2 separate regions of the Cricetulus griseus genome follow, and region 2 is linked to region 1. Evidence: chromatin contacts called from public Hi-C data. All regions are on one chromosome and are shown on one strand. The core of a region is the stretch at or near the end of the contact, and the rest is flanking DNA. Distances in the headings are between cores, read along the strand shown. Region 1 has its middle 37 kb from the start of Ccdc92. Region 2 has its middle 77 kb from the start of Scarb1.

The links. A called contact is a pair of places that touch in the nucleus more often than the background predicts.
Region 2: a Hi-C map of liver shows a contact between it and region 1, with 5 times the contacts expected there. The contact joins two enhancer-like sites. A contact is called at or near these places in 7 of 8 Hi-C or Micro-C datasets (the CHK-Q cell line, the CHL-YN cell line, the CHO-K1 cell line and 3 more).

The regions. Positions count from the first base shown.
Region 1 is chr4:104,535,852-104,541,439 of CriGri-PICRH-1.0, reverse strand. No RefSeq gene overlaps it. Among named protein-coding and RNA genes, the nearest start is that of Ccdc92, 37 kb to the right of the region's middle. Within about 2 kb of position 2,374, at least 1 of the 6 cell types and tissues checked has open chromatin away from gene starts, as enhancers often do.
Region 2 is chr4:104,881,474-104,887,061 of CriGri-PICRH-1.0, reverse strand. No RefSeq gene overlaps it. Among named protein-coding and RNA genes, the nearest start is that of Scarb1, 77 kb to the left of the region's middle. Within about 2 kb of position 3,276, at least 4 of the 6 cell types and tissues checked have open chromatin away from gene starts, as enhancers often do.

The DNA.
Region 1 (5,588 bases), core at 1,125-3,624:
CTGCCAGGTGCTGAGGACTGCTGGGTGCTGGGGACTGGTGGCCTCTTGGGTGGAAAGCACAATGGTTATTGTTCTGAGCCGCTCATCAAATGGAGCTTGATCACAGCAGCCAAGGCCACTTGAGATAACTAAAGGGCTTGATCCCTGGTAATGTGACAAAGCTGTGTTGGCCCAGGAGGGACAGCAAGTGCCAGTGGAGGCATGCCTGAAGAGGCTGTGACAGGGGTCCAGGGATGAGGCCTGTGTTGGACCATGACAATGTCTCGGGCAGCACCCACAGAAGCCTTGCTCTCACTGTAGCTCCTTGCCGCTGCCTGTTTACAAGTTCAATTCTCTGGACACTTTTTGAACACCGCCTGCCAGCAGTACCCTTCCAGACATTTCCTGCTCTCAAGTCAGCCTGTTCATTTCGTTCTTCACAGTTAACATCCCTGACTGGTCTAAAACATTGCCCAGATAATTCAGAATGCTCTGTCTGTGCACACATTTGATTTGGAAGGGTTCCTCCGAGTTCCAGACAGATATTCTCCTCAACTGTCCATGGGTTGTCACGTAGCAGCAACCGTGACTCATCACTGCTGAGTGATGGGTGGTCAGTGACAACTGATAAAACCATGCATGTCTCTGGGACCTGGGTTTTTTTCTGTTTGTTTTGAGACAGGGTATATATATATATATATATATTTTAATTTAATGTACATTGGGATTTTGCCCACCTGTATGTCTGTATGAAAATCTCAGATCCCCTGGAACAGGAGCTACAGACAGTTGTAAACTGCCATGTGGGTGTTAGGAATTGAACCTGGGTCCTCTGAAAGAGCAGCCAGTGCTCTTAACCGCTGAGCCATCTCTCCAGCCCCTGAGACAGGGTTTTACTATGTATCTCTAGCTGTTCTGAAACTCAACAATACGCCTGCCTCTGTCTCCCAAGTACTGGGAGTAAAGACATCACCTGAAAGCTTCAATTAACAAAATGAATTTTGAATTTCTGTGACATGAAATTTAAAATATTTCATTGATTTTGACTGTTATTAGGCATTAAAATACCTCCAGACAGTAGATATATCTTTAGATATTTGCTTACTTAATCATAAAATTCAAAGTTAACCCAGGGTCTAGAAAGATGACTCGGTGGTTAAAAACACTGGCTGCTCTTGCAGAGGGCCCAGGTTTGATTTCCAGCACTCAAATGATGGCTCACGACTATCTATAACTCCAGTTCTAGGGGATCTGCTACCCTTCTCTGGTCTCTGAGCACCATTAGGCATATGCATGGTGTACAGACACATATGTCTGCATACATACAACACTCATACACATTAAAAAACAAAACAAAAACCAAGTTAATTCAGGGGCCATTTCACGTCTGTAATCCCAACACTTGTGATATGGAGATAGGATTGCTGTGAGTTCAAGCCTGGCCAGGACTATGGAATAAGATTGTGTCTCAAAAAAAACCCCAAAACATAGCCAGGCATTGGTGGAACATGCCTTTAATCCCAGCACTCTGGAGGCAGAGGCAGGTGGATCTCTGTGAGTTCGAGGCCAGCCTGGTCTCCAGAGCGAGTGCCAGGATGGGCTCCAAAGCTACACAGAGAAACCCTGTCTCGAAAAACCAAAAAATAAAATAAAATAAAATCTGTAGAAGTTTTAAAGACCAGTGGAATGGCAAAGGCGGAACACAATACTTGGAGCGAAGCACAACCCCGCAGGACCACCAGGACTGCTGTGCCAGGAGACAGAAAGTGCTCACAGAACCAAGGCCCATGGCTTCTGGCAGCTGCTCAGGGCCATAGTGGCCAGCCCCAACCCCATCCTCATCTCCAGTCATCTCCCCATGTGCAATGGGGCAGAGCGAGCCTGTTTCCTAGTTGTAAATGTTCCCCACCTGTACGTTTGCTATGGCACATGCATGGATGTCTGAGAACAACTTGTGAGAGAAGTTTCTCTCCTTCCACCGTATAGGTCCCAGGGATTGGACTTGGGTCCTCAGGCTTGGCAACCATCCTCTCCTAGGTTTGCCCATCTTGCTTTGTTGCCAGTGTCCACAGTGACAAGGGAGGGACAGGGGGTCTTTCAAAGCTGGATACAGCAGTGGTAGGGCCTTTGGACAGTACAGGTGCTATAGACTCACCTTTAACCAAGCAATGCAAGAGTATCTCCGCCAAAGCTTCACAGGAGAGCGTGAGATGTGAAGATGTCCCTTCTGATTTACAAATAGGAATGAACTGCCCTTAGTCTTCTATAAGCAAACTCATGACGAGATGATGCCAACTGGAGCAGCATTTGGGAACTGTGCCCAGGCCTGGCACATGTTTGCTTGGCCCATGCTGTGAATGGCACTATTATTATCCTTGTTTCGTAGTGAGGGAAACTAGAGTCTTTTATCTATTCTGCCAGGATGCTGGATTCAAACCCTGGGCAGGAGGAGCTGGGCTGCCCTTCACTGATGAAAAGGAGTTTTTTTTATTTTAAGGAAACATTTGACCTTAAACTTAATAGAGCAGGGAGGGTAATGCTTACTTATGTCAGTCACTGTGGACTTAAGCAAACCAGCTTGTTAACTAGCAGGCCTGAAAGTACTTCCTGGTTTTGTTTATTCTGGAAATCTATTTTGAGTGACTAACACTATTATTTCAGCAAAGGTGGAAACAAAAGCTTGCTGAGCCGGGTGGTGGTTGTGTACGCCTTTAACCCCAGCACTCGGAAGGCAGAGGCAGGCGGATCTCTGTGAGTTCAAGACCAGCCTGGTCTATAAGAGCTAGTTCCAGGACAGCCTCAAAAGCCACAGAGAAACCCTGTCTCGAAAAAAACAAAAACAAACAAATAAATAAAAGCTTGCTGAAGTCATTTGCCGGCCACTTCATTTACTTTTATGAGTCACACTTTGGCGGCTGGTGTTTGATCTCAAGAATGTGTAGGTGGTCTGGAGTGGCGACACAGTGGTTAGAAGCATTTGATGTTCTTGTAGAGGAATTGAGTTTGGTTCCCAGCTCCCCACCCCTCCCCCATCTGGCAGCTCACAATCGCCTGGAACTCCAGCTCCAGGGAATCCAGCGCCCTCTTCTGGCCTCCCTGGACTCCTGCACGTGCATGTGCATGCACATATACATCTAAACATAAATAAAAAAGGCAAGAAAATAATTTAGGACTTGGGTGTAGTGGCACACACCTGAGGCAGAAGGATCACAGATTTGAAGTTGAGCCACAGAGGGAGATTCTGTCTCTGAGAAGAACAGAAAAGTGCCAACCACAAAGATACAATTTACCCCTCAGGCAGGAAGAGAGGCCTTCTGAAAGAAACCAACAGCAGTCTGTCATAGGGTAAGAGTCTGGCGAGGTCCCAGCAAAGGGACTTTCCCTCCCCCTCTGTGATGCTTGGTGGTCCTGCCCACCTTCAGCAGAAATTCCCCAGCCAGGCTGCTTCTCCTGAGGGTTTTCTATACACTGACCCCTCTCTCTGCTCCCCAGCCACCTACACAGAATCCAAAGGGGACCCACTTCTCTTGGGTTGAGTTTGGACCTTATCACAATGGTGCCAAATAAAATCTCCTTGGGATTCAGCCAGCATCAGGGTTGATGCTTTTCTGAAACAGGAAAAGCAATCAAGATAATTCCTAAAAACCTACAGAAAAAGGTCTGTATTTTTAAAAACCAAACTTCAAGATAAGCATGTTCCAAGAACATTTCAAAATAAGAGTATTCCAGGAATTTCTCAAAATAAGAGTGCTCCAAGAACATTTCCAGAACAAGTCATTCTCACCTGTCCACTCCCTCAGTGTTCAGAGCTCATCTCCAGTCATTATTCAGTGCTACCCCAGTGAATCTCCCAAATGGGTGTGGACGGACACCCTCTGCTCACTGAGTTTCCCCTACAACCCTAGCCTCAGGGCCATTCCACAGGAATGCTGCCCACATTTCTCAGTTCTTGACTCACTCCTTTTCAGCCTCCCTAAACAAATCTGTGTTCCAAAACCTTCTGAATTCTTCCCCTCATCCCCGATATCACTGCTTTTTGGATGGTACCCACAGCAGCTGCCACCCACCTGGTGTCTCCTATTGTGCCAGAGGTTTCCAGAGGCAGCACACTTTCTGTTTCTGTGCCGCCCCCAGTGTGTGGCACAATGCCTGAGACCCAGTGGGTATTCAGTAGACATTGAACAAACACCACTGTTAAATACTACAGAACAAGAAACACCAGGGGGAAAAATCTTAAGACTTACTTCCTGCTAGAACATTGTGTTTCTTTGCAGACTTGAGAGCTGAAATCTTACAAAGTGAATCAGCACCCCCTGGTGGCTGCACACGGTAGTGCCATGACACTTGGAAACTGGGTGGTGAGAGGGATGTCCCAGCTGTGAACCCGTAAGGTCACAAGGCTCAGGGGCAGAGACAATATTAGATGGGCCACAGGGGCTATGAACACCACAGGGGAATCTGGTCAGTTCTCTTACATTTAGGTTAAAAGAGACATTAGCAAAGTGACAACCAAGGACCTTGTGGAGAGCTTGACTGATGGATGCCTGTAAAGCCCGCACACAATTCTGCAAGGATGCCTACTTAGAATGGCCAGAAGGAAGCCAGCTCCCAAGTGCCCACTCTGGGAATGGATTAGTTAGTGGCATTAGGCAATGACAGGAGCGGGCTCATGTCCAGCAGGGTAACCAACAAAAGCATGATGTGTGAAAAGACTTACAATTCTAGTACTTGTGAATTTTGAAAACAGGTTCTCTTTCTGCTCTGCCCCCAACTTCTCTGAAGCTCAGGCTGGACTTGAGCTCATGACTTTCCTGCCTCAGCCTTCTAAAGGCTGGGATTATAGACTGGCACTACCACACCTAGCTCAATATGATGCCATTCATATAAAGTTCATATAATAGGGAAAAATACAGCAGAGTTGCCTGGGGAAAAGTCTGGAATTAATTGCACAGACAGATTACTTTGTCTTTTTAAAAATGATGTTGTATTTAGTGTTGTGTGCACATGAGTACGGATGTGTGTATGTGCCACAGCACGTGTGTGGAGGTCAGGGGACACCTTGTGGGAACCAGTTCTCTGCTTCCACCATGTGTGTCCCAGGCATGGAGATAACAGTCAGGCTTGGCGGCAAGCACGGTCACCTGCTCATCCACCTCACCAGCACAGGGTGCCTTAACACACTGAATACAGCATTTAACATTTGCATATTTTATTGCACGTCCATTTCACATCAAAGAGAAGATGAAAAATGCTAAGGTCTTATAAATGACACGTGTGCTGAAGCATTTTTAGGGAAGTGGCTAATGTCTGCATCTAACTCGGAAAGACAGAACCCACAAGATTGATTAGCAGGGGCAAAAGGAGAGGGGCTAGTATAGTATACAGCAAGTCATTCGTGACAAATATTCATTGCATAGTATTTTAAAGATTTATTTATTATATATACATAGTTCTGCCTGCATGTATGCCTGCCACCAGAAGAGGGCACAAGATCTCATTATAGATGGTTGTGAGCCACCATGCGGTTGCTGGGAATTGAACTCAGGACCTCTAAAAACGCAGCCAGTGCACTTAACCACTGAGTCATTTCTCCAGACCCCAAAGAGGCA
Region 2 (5,588 bases), core at 2,027-4,526, 340 kb before region 1:
CTACACAGAGAAACCCTGTCTTGAAAAAACAACAACAAAAAAAAAATTGTAAGAGTCTTAACCCTAAGCTAAAACCCAGGGCTCATGATAGGGGTTTTGGTCATGGAAAACAGCCATCTGTGTTGCTAATCTCTGCTCTAGTCTCTGGGCTGCCTTGGAGCAATTCACTACATCTCTGAATTTGCCATTGCCCACTCATAGAGAGGAGTGACGATTGCTGCCATGCAACACTCTGGCAGCATCTGTAAAAACAGAACAGAAAAACGCATGGTGGTGCAGGCCTATGACCCCAGGACTCAGGAGGCTGAGGGGGGACAATCATAAATTTGAGGCCAACCTGGGCCACATAGCAAGAGCCTGTCTATAAGTAAATAGGAAGCAAATGGGTATATTAGCAGTCTCTCTGGAGATGGGACTACAGTGAAAATGCTTGGATGCTGAGATTCCAGAAAGCAACTATTAGGCGCCTTCTGTATGCAGAATGCTTTCAGCTCTGAGAAGGTGCTTAGATTCTCTCGTTCAGCAAATGTCTGGTTGGCCGCCATGTGCCCAGTGCTCACCTGTGCAGTGGAATCATAGTTTCCTAGAAGGAATATATGAGACAGAGAATTATAACTAAAGGGAATCCCTTGGGAGAGGGATTGGGCTCCATAGCTAAGGGCAGTTGTGCAAGAAAGGCTATGGGCACAGAAGTATAGGAATCAGGCACATGAAACATCTTGGAGCAACTGCAGTTACAGGGAATAACCACCAGGGGTCACTGTGGTTCTATTCATTGGAGTGCCTGGACCAGAGGTCTGCATCCTTAGTCACTCTGGGTTTCTGTGGCAGTTTTCAGGCAAAGCTGCATCCATTTCATGAGTCTCTGGACATATTTTTTTTTAAAGGCTGCACAAAGTATTCTATTAATTATGTTTATTTTAAAAGGCTATCCCCAGCTCCTACACAAAATGCTAGTTGATGTTGCCAAGTCATGGGTCTTGTGGACAATGCCTATGGAAATAGTGACAGTTCTTTTAGCCCAGGAAGCCAGGTACTGGGATGGGACATTTTTCTCATCTCCAAAGTAGACATGGAGCTCAGGCCACATAGCTGTCCTTGGAGTAAGTGGGAACTGTGAAACGGCAGATTTGCGGGGCTGGAGAAATAGCTCAGCAGTTAAGAGCACTTGCTGCTGTAGCAGAGAAACCAGGTTCAGTTCCTACCATCTACATCAGGTGGCTCGAAAACATCTAGAATTCCATATCCAGGGGGCTCTGATACCCTCTACCAGCCTCACATTGCACTCATCTGTGCACACAGTTACAAACAGAGACACATAAGCATACACATAATTTAAAACTTACTGGGGAGAGGCCAGGCGTTGGTGGCGCACGCCTTTAATCCCAGCACTTGGGAGGCAGAGGCAGGCGGATCTCTGTGAGTTGGAGGCCAGCCTGGTCTCCAGAGCGAGTGCCAGGATAGGCTCCAAAGCTACACAGAGAAACCCTGTCTCAAAAAACCAAAAAAAAAAAAAAAAAAAAAAAAAATTACTGGTGAGACCAAAGCTGGGCTGTTTCTATGTCCCTGGAATGCTGATGTTATTTGAGTACTTGTTGTCTACTACATAAATGTTCCACATTTACCACATGTGTTCAGTATTTTGTGTCAAGATTTGGGGAAGTGCTGGTGTTATCATTCCTCTCATTTTTTCCAGTGAGGAAACTGAGGCACAGAGAGACGAGGTCATAGTTCACCGTCACTGTCTCCTGGTTGGTAAAAGGGGAACAGATTTTCATCTCAGCAGCCTGGTCCAGCTCTTGAGTGCTCCCGGCTTGTTCCTTTATGTGCAGTACCCAGACATGCCCCCTGTGCTGCTGTGTGGTTCCCAGGACCCCAGAGAGAATTCCCACCCAGATCGGGAAGCATGACAGGTGCTGAGGCAGGAGACCCCAAGAAGCCTGGGGAGGGGCTGGAGAGATGATTCACATGTTAAGAGCACTGGAAGCTCTTCCAGAGGATCTGAGTTCAATTCCCAGCAACCACACGGTGGTTCACAACCATCTATGATGAAATCTGGTGCCCTCTTCTGGCCTGTAGGCAGAACACTGTATACATAATAAATAAATTAATTTTTTTAAAAAAAAGAAGAAGCCTGGGGAGGAAGAGAGATTAGAGGGTCGGGTGCCCAAATGCATCCCAGTTGTGTCCAGCACAGTGGTTCTCAGCCTTCCTAACATGCATGAGACCCTTTAATACAGTTCTTCATGTTGTGGTGTTGTGGTAGCCCCAAACCATAAAATTATTTTTATTGCTACTTCATAACTGTAATTTTTCTTTTTTGTTGTTGTTGTTGTTTCAAGACAGGGTTTCTCTGTGTAGTCCTGGCTGTCCTAGAACTCACTCTGTAGATCAGACAGGCCTCAAACTCAGAGATCCACCTGCCTCTGCCTCCCAATTGCTGGGATTAAAGGCATGAGCCATCACTGCTCTGCCATAACTGTATTTTTCTAACTGTTATGACTTGTAATGTAAATAATTTCAGAGATAGACATTTGCCAAAGGGGTTGTGACCCACGGGTTGAGAACTGCTGTTCTAGACGGAGTGCCGTTTACCAGGCCAGGCTGCTAGGTAAGAGCCCAGGCCTGTCTAGTCCAGGCTTGTTCCAGACAGGTGGCAAGTGGTGGGCAGGGCAGGAAGAGTCATATGTCTAAAAATAATGCCTGGCTCCCGGAGCCTGCCACAGGATGGAGCGAGACAGCAAGAGAGTGGGCAGGATTCCCTAGAATGTGGGGGGTTGTGTATATAACTTCAAGGGAGCTGTCCCACTTTGAAGTCTGGGGAGCTGGGCTAGAGGAGTGAGGTGCTGGGGGCAACAAATGGTACCATCCTGGAGTCAGGTTTGAGCCATTCCAGGCCATGTGCTTTGGGGGTCACAGCTTGCACAAAGAGGGTTAGAGGAGCATGTAGGAGGCAGGAAGGTCTCTGCAGTGTGGCCACTATGCCCATTTCTCTCATCTTCTTGTCACCTGCCTCGCTCACTTAGGATATGGGACTCCATACCCAAGCCACCCCTCCCCCACTTCACCCTACCCTTACCCCTCCCCTGCAACCTCATCTCCTCAGATGGATAGGCAAGGCCTAGTGTAGGGCAAGGACTTGTAAGCTGATAGACACAGCACAGTGGCCTCTCTGGTTTCCCTCTGTGTCTATGGCTACCATCTGCCCTCTGCTGGGCCACAGGAATGTCTTCTGTTTGAGGAGCCAGAGACCCAATGATGTCACACAGGCCTCTCTGACCCAGCTTTGTGCAACTCTTGGGTCTCTGGTCTTAGACTGTGGGCAGCAGCTGTTTGCGGGCAGGACATGGTTTCCCCATGACATCAGCTTTGGCAAGCAAGTAGGCAGGGGTGGGCGGCCAGCCCTGTGAATGGAGGCTGGATGGCATTGTGTCTCCCTGGGCCAGGCTCTGTGACCACGCCATGCCCACGTCCAGCTCACAGGAAAGCCACTTCCTGCCCCGCCCACTTCAGGGTCCAGATGAGGGTGGGCGAGAGGGACATTGCATGGACATTATGCCAAGGACAGTTGGAAATGGTTTTCAGCTGTGTCACAGAATGTGGCACAGACCCTGTGACCTGGGGCAGACCCAGGCACGCTGCCCTGTGATACTACATATCACCAGCAGATGCCGCTATTGGTCACACAGAAGGTTCCAGGCATCCTGTCTTGCCTAGTGGCAGAACTTGAATCTGGGACTGAAGTAGAAACTCTCCGGCCAAGGGTTTCCACACTGCAGGTGATTTGCAGCAGGCAGGTAGGAAAGACAGCCTGGCCCAGAAGCTGGGTAGACAGAGTAGCTGCATGGAGCATGGGGGGTTCTGGATAATGGTACCTCCTCTCCTACCAGGCTGTGGCACCTACTCTTCAGGGAGGCGAGTGAGTCTCTCTGAGTTCAGGCCTGGGCTACAATTCCTCACAGAATTAATTTCCTAGAAGAAAAAAAAAAATAAAGATCAATGCCTGTCCCTCGGTGCCAGACATTAAACTCCTTCTCGGGATTGGTGGTGGCGAGCTGTTGTGACAGGGGTGACAACGGAGACACCCAGGGGAGACTGGTGGAAGCTCAGTCGATGCCTCACTTCCTGACACCCATGTGGCTGAGCACACTGTCATTGAGTCAGGACATGCAGCCACCCGCCCCTGCAGCCATTCACACCCCCCCACACACACTTCATTTGCGAGCCCCTCAGTTCACAGCACGGTGCCTGTGGCAGAGCAGAGCCCCAAATGAGCTATTTATGGGCCATCTTTCCACGTTGCTCGCATATTATAATTAAGAGATAATGTCAGTGGAATAGAACGTTGTCACCCAGTAACGGCCTCCTGCCGCCTCGGAAATGTCACGGCAAAGTCACAGATATATCAAGCATAAAACTGACGTTTGTTTTCAGAGCAGGATCACTGATCCTGGGACGGTGATACAGCTGCAGCTTCATTTCTGTCTCAGAAGTGATGGATGCCGATGATGGCTGGGTCTGAAGGAGGAGGGGTCTTGTCTGTGGTGGGACCAGCTGGGCCTGTGCTTCACATGGCAAGTAGAGGATATGGCTGCCCTCTGCATCCCGCTCTCAGCTATAGCCATGAAGGTGGCCTGGGTGCCCTGGCTCTCGATGGGGCCGTGTGTTTTCTGCAGCCCAAGAGGCTGCCAGATGGTAGGGTCCCCCTTCCTGTCACCGTGTTGTCTCTGGGGAACTGAGCGGCTGCTGGTAGCTTGTCCTTGGACAACATCAGTCTCCAAGTCACTGCTCTGAGCCACACGGCCTTGGAAGGACAGTGGTGACTTTGTGACTGGGGTGTCTACACTGTGGAGTAGCTAAGGGTCTGCAGGATTCCAGAGTGGTGTCCTGGTGAGATCACTTATCTGGCTGACGTTGTATCACCCAGCGACATTGTCAGGTGCACATCTGCTCACGCTCCGTACACTCCACTGACATAGCCTGGTCCCAACACATCTTGTCCCCAGCCCTGAACATCAGCCTTAGCTCAGTCCCCATACCCCCTGCCAGCCCTGCCAGTCAGGCCTTTAACCCATCTCGTTATCTTGGGACACCATTTCTCCACACCCCACTCCTGATGGCCTCCCCACTTCTACTGTGACCACTCATCCTGAGCATCCATGCTGAGTGTCTCCTATAGACTCCAGCTCGGGCTCTCCTACTCCCAAGCTTCCATCTTAAGCACTTGCCATACCCCCCCTCCCCACCGAAACACACAATTTTTTTTTACACTGCTGGGATGGAACCTGGGGCCTCATGAATGTTACGCAATCACTGACAATGAGCCACAGCCTGGCTGGCAGACCTCCTCCAGAACACTGATCGGCAAACGGTCACCTCAAATCCCAGTGACGGAGACATTTAGCTCCTGCCTTTGCAGGCCAGTGAGGGAGGCTGGTCCTGTCCCAGGTGAGCTTACTCACACATCCTCAGGGTGGTCTGTGGCAGATTGCATCTTATTAAGGGGGTTGAGCGTTTGCGTGCGCTCCATGGTCATAAGCCTTAAACACACATGGCTTCCGGCAGTGGGTCTGCCCCAAAATGTGAGG